Linked DNA regions of Sus scrofa: region 1 is linked to region 2. Evidence: chromatin contacts called from public HiChIP or PLAC-seq data. All regions are on one chromosome and are shown on one strand. Each heading gives the region's core, a stretch centred on a gene start, on an enhancer-like site or on the middle of the called end of the contact. The rest is flanking DNA. Distances are from core to core; before and after follow the strand shown.

Region 1 (3,704 bases), core at 333-2,832, 240 kb after region 2:
CACCCAGTGTGTGACCTTCCCCAAGAGTGAGAGGCTTCCAGGCCTCTGAGGCCGTGGGCTGTTCCCCACCCCTCCCCATAGCAGGAAGTGAGGGCTAGTGAGGGTCTGGAGGGCGTGATGAGGTGCTGGGAGGGTGGGTGGAGGTGACCCCTAATCATGTGGAAACTGCACTGGGCTCAGCCACATCCTTCAAGGTATTTTGGAAATTTGGGGGTCAAAGCTATGTCCTGGCTTTTGGGTCTGAATTGCTGACACAATTTGGCAGGCAGGGCTTCTGGCCCAGAAGGAAGGGAGAGGGCCCTACCCTCACTGCCGGCCCAGAAAAACCAGCCCCAGGGTTGCACTGGGGCCTGCAAGAGCCCCCAGGCTCCCTGGCTGGGATTGTTCCTCGCAGGTGATTTGCCTCAAAGCCACCTTTTGGTCATATCCCTGCCCCACAGTTGCCTGGATGAGGTCTTGAGTGGACCCTAGAGGTGGCCCAGGCAGGCACTGAGGTGCCTTTGGTGGGTATGCTGGGCTGGTGGCCAGTTATGGCTGGAGTTGGATAACAGTTGTGGATATTCAAGTATTTGGAAACAAGAGTCCAATGTTAAAATGGCAGCCATAGCCTAGGAAACAATTTGCACTTGCCCTTTAACATGCTTAACTTTCAGCCATTTAAATGATGCCGAAGTGATTCTTTTTTCTAAGCCCTTGTCATGTGACTGCAAGTAACTGTAGCACCAATTTAGAGAAAACTCATTCTCGGCCCAGCCCAGGGAAGGAGTGGCCTACAAGGATGAGGTCGGCAAGGCAATCCCTGGGAGACACTGCTGCCTTTCCCCCGGGGCCTGGGTGCTCACCTAAGACTTGGGCGTTCAGCTGTTTTCCTAACAGCAAGGCTTCTGACTTGGGGTTTTTACTCACACGGTCTTCCCAGCAGTTCTATTTATATCAGCATATCCGAGTTGGGACTGACATTCCTCAAGGACATTAAAGCTACTGGAAAGGTCTTAATTCCAACCCGTAAGGGATCATCTGTACAACATGCTGGTGGACTCGGCTTCAAGAACCCGGCTGTCTGGACACATTTCAGACATCTGTGGGTGATTTTTAAGATGCATGCCAAACGTGTGTTTTGCTTTCTCCAATGATTTGTAATATACCTTTTATGACTGGAAACTTTTATACAACACTCCAATAAACATTTTGGTTTTAAAAATCTCCCTCTGAGTTCACTCCGACGCCAGCCAGCTGGAGCGGGAGCTCTCATCCTCTAATGTTCCTAGTTTGACCCGCTATCCTAGTTTTTGGCATTCCTCACCCACGGGTTTCACCAACGCCCCTTTGGCCACGTGACACGCCCATGTCCCTCCCCGGGCTCAAGGTCTAGTGTAGAAGTGCCCGCCGCCTCGTGCGCACGCGCGGCGAGACCCGCGGGGGGCGGGGCCTGAGCGCGGAACCCTGGGCCTCCATCCGTCTCGGGGAAATCGGCGGCGGCCTGCTCCTGTTGCGCATGCGCGGGACTCCCCCCGCGCGGTAAGGGTATCCCGCCCGCCCATGCTCCCTCGTGCCCGGACTCCATTTCCCGTGGGTCCACGGGGCGGCCCACTTCCGGCGCGGGTTGGGGAGGGCGCACGCGGCCGCACTCCAGTTGACTTTGCGGAGATATGGAAGGCGGCTTTGGCTCGGATTTCGGGAGCTCCGGCAGCGGGAAGCTGGACCCGGGGCTTATCATGGAGCAGGTGAAAGTGCAGATCGCCGTGGCCAACGCGCAGGAGCTGCTGCAGGTTCGGGGCCGGGCCGGGGGCGGGGCTGAGGGTGGTCGGGGCCCCTGGGAGAGGAGTCGCAACTGAGCGCTCGTGTGTCCCCACAGAGGATGACGGACAAGTGCTTCCGGAAGTGCATCGGGAAGCCGGGGGGCTCCTTGGACAATTCGGAGCAGGTAAAACCCAGGGAGCCAGACTGGTCGTGGGCCCCGACCGACAGGGAGGTCTCTGCGCCTGCGCGGACTAACGGGGCGGTGCGGTGGGCACGTGCGCAGTCCGCTGCTGGGAGTGTTGGGGGTCCCAGCCAGCGGTCCAGACCTGAGCCCCGCGCCCTCCCCGTCCCTAGAAGTGCATCGCCATGTGCATGGACCGCTACATGGACGCCTGGAACACCGTGTCCCGTGCCTACAACTCTCGGCTGCAGCGAGAACGAGCCAACATGTGATCGCGACGCGCCAGCAGCCCACTTCCCACCCCACCCCACTCCCAGTTCCATCTCCATAAATGCTGTTTGTGAGGCGGGGGCCAACGTGTGCGTGCTGCCTGCCAGAAGTTTATGAGGACCAGACTGGTGCTGGGACAGTTGGTATTCTGTTTCTCCGTGCCCCGTTCGCGCACACGTGCCGGCGAGTGTAACTTGCGTCTGGGGGGCCCCTGGCCCGGGTGGTGCCTTCCCTAGTGCCCCTGTTACCGAATTGTGTCATATGGACCCTGTTGGGGGCCGGCTTAGGCTCTATGTCTCCTAGGGGGTGTTCTTTTTCTGTTCCGTGGAGCCTGAAGCTGAGATGGACACAGCACAAGCTTTATTCAGCAGTTAAAGTATGGAGACGCGTGAACAAACGAACTCACAGATCAGCTTCTTAGCTGGCGAGAGGGGCTTAATTTTAACAAGGAGGCCTGTGTGTATGTCTACGCGGGAAGGGGCTGAGCTTTTTCCGAGGGAGTGGGGTGCCACCTCTTTTTTATCTTTTTTGGTCTTTAATGTCTGGTCGAGGCTGCGGATGCGTGTGTTATTTAATAAGCTAATGTAGTAAAATCCACACATAATGAGACAGCGTTTGTTGGAAGTCAGATTTGCCACCATTTTCCTCCCAGCAGGGTTTCGTGGTTTTGTTTTTGTGTGTATGTGTCTTCGTGTTCTATGCATTAGGATTAACTGAAAGTTAATCTTTAAAGATTTCTGTTCACTCCTACTAAAAGGTGGGGTGGTGGTTGGCAGGTTTTGAGCAGGGACCTCCTTCCTGCAAAAGGTCAGGGTGGATAGGTTGTGAGGAAAGGGCTGGAGCAGCTCTGGTGACAAACTACTCCCTTCCTTATTATTGCTCATTCCTTTTTTTTTTTTCTTCTTCTTTTTTTTTTTTTTTTTTAATGGCTGCAGGTGAGGCCTATGGAAGTTCCTGGGCCAGGGATTGAATTCAAACCAAAGGACTTCCCTTGTGGCTCACAACATAACTACATGGTGTTGTTTCTACAGTGGCTGTGGTTCTGTCCCTGGCTCGGCAATTTCCATATGCTGCAGGAGTGGCCAGTTGTTATAAAAAAAACAAAAAGAAGAAGAAGAAGAATGAATCTGAGCCAAAGCTATGACTTACGTTACACCTGTGGCAATTCAGGATCCTTTAACCTGCTGTGCCAGGCCAGAAACTGGAGCCGCTGCAGCCAGATTCTTAATCTACTGTGCCACAGTGAAAACTCCCTGCCCTCATTCTTTTTTTTTTTAATTTTTAAATTTTATTTATTTATTTATTTATTTATTTTTGTCTTTTTGCTATTTCGTGGGCCGCTCTCGCGGCATATGGAGGTTCCCAGGCTAGAGGTCGAATCGGAGCTATAGCTGCCAGCCTACGCTGGAGCCACAGCAACGCAGGATCCGAGCCGAGTCTGCGACCTACACCACAGCTCACGGCAATGCCGGATCCTTTAACCCACTGAGCAAGGGCAGGGATCGAACCCGCA
Region 2 (3,495 bases), core at 82-2,581:
AGTGAGGCCAGGGATCAATCCTGCATCCTCACAGACACTATGTCGGGTTCTTAACTCACTGAGCCACAATGGGAACTCCTATATTTTCTTTTACATTTGACTTAATATTTTTATTTTTATTTTTTTTTTGTCTTTTGTCTTTTTTGTTGTTGTTGTTGCTATTTCTTGGGCCGCTCCCACGGCATATGGAGGTTCCCAGGCTAGGGGTTGAATCGGAGCTGTAGCCACCGGCCTACGCCAGAGCCACAGCAATGCAGGATCCGAGCCGCGTCTGCAACCTACACCACAGCTCACGGCAACGCCGGATCGTTAACCCACTGAGCAAGGGCAGGGATCGAACCCGCAACCTCATGGTTCCTAGTCGGATTCGTTAACCACTGCGCCACGACGGGAACTCCGACTTAATATTTTTATGAGACAACTTTAGTAATACATCATAAGACGTTTCTTAATCATTTTTTAAAACTTTCTGGGAGTTACTCATGTGGCACAGCAGAAATGAATCCCACCAGGAACCATGAGGTTATATATGTTATCTTTTGCTGCCTAACAGATTACCACAAAACTCAGTGGCTCACAAGAGCAACATTTATTATCTCACAGTTTCTGTGGGTCAGGAATCCATGTTCACATAAATGAGTCCTCAGTTTCAGGGCCTCTCAAAGGCTACAATTAAAGTGTCCTGGGCCAGGGATTAGATCAGAGTCACTGTGGGAACACCGGATCTTTTCACCCAACTGCACCTGACCAGGGATGGAACCAGTGTCCTGGCGCTGCAGAGACGTTGTCGATTTGTTGCATGGCAGCGGGGATTCCCACCCAGCACTCTTGATAACCCTTACTAGGCTCTATTATTCCAGAGCGCTTGTGGCCTTCTGACATGACTTTATCACTTATTATGTTTATCAATTATTTCCTCTGTCTTCTCCTAGAATGTAAGATCCAAAAAAGGAGAGATTTTTTTGTTCTCTTGACAGATATTCTCCAAGGAAAGGCCTTGGCACATAGAAGGCAGAGAGGTTGAACGGATAAACCTGCTTCTTAAGCCCATAGGAAGGGCATCATCAGCGAGGATTCTCCGAGAGAAATAGTCTTCCTTAGCAAATCGTTTCCTGACAATGGCCAAGCCTAGATCTGAACGGTATTCAGCACCAGGGGCCCCTGGACAGCTCTGGAAACCAAACTACCGGAACCTTTCCTCTATGGTTGGAGTTTCCCGCCGGAGCCGCCCGGAGGCTGTACCCGCCGCTCAATGGGAGGAAACTACTTTCCCATGCCTGTGGGAGAGGTGGAGTCGCGGGGTGAATGGCAGTCACAGTAGCCAGTGGCTTGGAGAACTTGTCCCGCTGAGCTTGAGGGGACCAGTAGACAAAGGCGTGGGCGGGGCGTAGGCAGCGGCGCGCCGAGCTAGGGCTTGGCCGGGAGCGCGGCAGTGGGGTCAAACACCGCGCGGCGGTTGAGCGGCGGGCGGCTCAGACTGGCGGGTGAGGACTCGGCGAAGGTACGTGCGGGCTGGGTCGGGGCTGGGGGCCGGGCGGGGCATCCCGGGGCGGAGGAGGCTTTCTCGTCCGTTAGCCAAGGGCCCGCCGGGGCACCCGCCGTGGTTTCGCCTTTACCGGTGATATGTGTGATTTGCGTCGGGTTCTCCCAGCGGAGCGCGAGTTGTCCCCTCTTGGGCTAGGCTCCCGGTGCAGCGCGGAGCACACAGAAGGCGTTCATTACGTGCTGAATGAAAAGATGAATGAATGAGCCGATCACCTTTACCCAGCCCGATCAGCCCTCGGTTTGAGGGCGTCCAGGCCACTCCCCTCACCCCAGCGCCACAGACCGGGGGATCTGGACACTCACAGGTATTTGGCGCCTCCCCTTTCCCGTGGAGGTAGCAGCCCAGGGCGATTGTGGACATATAGGGATTTTAAATCATGTAGTTCCCTGTAGCACCAATAATGCCAGAAAATAATGCCAGGGGAGGGGGTGGGAGGTGGCATTTTAGCTGATGTGGGATCGCAGGCAGTGAGAACTGGGAGACTGGGGAGGAAGCCTAAAGGACAAGGGAGCAGGGTCCCTCCTACTAACAGTGATGTTTTCAGGTCTAGGGTGAGATCTGTACCACTTTGGCTCATTGAGTCTGGTAAAGAGGTCCACATGCTTCAGCTCATCCATTTGTTCAGCAAGCGGTTACTGAGCGTCTCTTCTGCACCAGGCCTTGCGGTTGGTACAAGGGATGCCATTTAGGGCAGGGGTCAGCCCACGGGTGGCCCTCCTGAGGGGTCCTGGAAGCAGTGACCTGGAAAACAAACATCATTGGAAGGTCAGGGAAGAGAAAGGGTCCAAGCCGAGAGAACAACTGGTGCACATGCCCTGAGGCAGGAATGTGCTTGGCACCTTTAGGGATCATAAAGACCAGTGAGGGGAGATGATGGTGGAGAGTCTTTGCCTCAGGGTAAAACTTTTGGATTTTATGTAAGAGCAGTGGGGCACAGAACATTCTGCAACAATGGAAATGTTCTCTGTGCTGTCCAGTATGGTAGCTGCTAGACACAGGTGACTCCTGATCATTTGAAATACAGGTAGCACACCTGAGGAGCTGAATTCTACATCTTATTTAAGTTTAACTCCCTAGCCATGTTGGACAGCCATGGAGAATTTTCTGCGGAAGGCAGTGATGTGTGTCAGACCTGGGATGGGGGTGAGATGCTGGGGGAGATGGGCTTGCTCCCTAGAGCTAGTTGTATAACCAGTCCAACAGCTGACGTGGTTGTTCCTGGCATTCACAGTGGCTAGGCTGAGGCATGAGCGCCCGGCTGTGTGGCTGGACCCCATAGCACCTCCTGGGACAGAGTGCACGCCCACACATGGTTTGGCCCTGCCGCGACCGGTGACCGGAGCAGTCCGGGCCGCCACCATGATGAAGTTGTTGGTGGCCAAAATCCTTTGCATGGTGGGCGTGTTCTTCTTCATGCTGCTTGGCTCCCTGCTCCCCGTAAAGATCATCGAGTCAGATTTTGAGAAGGCCCATCGCTCGAAAAAGATCCTCTCACTGTGCAACACCTTTGGAGGCGGGGTCTTTCTGGCCACATGCTTCAATGCTTTACTGCCCGCCGTGAGGGAAAAGGTAAGCAGCAGCCCTTGGCACCTTATGGTAGAGGGTCTCTATACTTTCCCTTTTTCCTTTCTTTTTAAATTGAGATATAGTTGATGTACAAGATTGTTTAAGTTAGAGGTGTACAACATGGTGATTCATGATTTTTCAAGGTTATATTCCTTGTGTAGTTATAAACTATTGGCGTAGTCCCCGTTCTGTACAATATATCCTTGTAGCTTATTTATTTTATGCATAATAGTTTGTACCTCTTAATCCCCTTCCCCTGTCTTGCTCCTCCCCTCTCTAGTGCTTTTCAGCCCTAACACCAAGCTTGGGGGCCTTGACACTGTAAGGGTGCTGGGAAGTAGAAAATGAACTTGCTGTGTGATCACACATTGGTTGCTTCTCCC

The links. HiChIP or PLAC-seq counts read pairs in DNA pulled down with a chosen protein or histone mark.
Region 1: an H3K27ac HiChIP or PLAC-seq map of skeletal muscle shows a contact between it and region 2, with 2.7 times the contacts expected there. The contact joins the promoter of TIMM13 here to the promoter of SLC39A3 in region 2. A contact is called at or near these places in 1 of 47 Hi-C or Micro-C datasets (epiblast stem cells) and 1 of 2 datasets of contacts at active chromatin or transcription factors (skeletal muscle).

What each region holds. Positions count from the first base shown.
Region 1 is chr2:76,145,364-76,149,067 of Sscrofa11.1, forward strand. It overlaps TIMM13 (mitochondrial import inner membrane translocase subunit Tim13), which reads left to right and starts at 1,583. Exons shown (of 3, transcript XM_003353990.4): 1 at 1,583-1,769; 2 at 1,856-1,924; 3 at 2,095-2,800. The coding sequence starts at 1,650. The coding sequence ends at 2,193. LMNB2 (lamin-B2) reads left to right here. Exons shown (of 12, transcript XM_003353991.4): 12 at 1-1,201.
Region 2 is chr2:75,907,120-75,910,614 of Sscrofa11.1, forward strand. SLC39A3 (zinc transporter ZIP3) reads left to right here and starts at 1,332. Exons shown (of 3, transcript XM_005652818.3): 1 at 1,332-1,501; 2 at 2,778-3,115. The coding sequence starts at 2,906.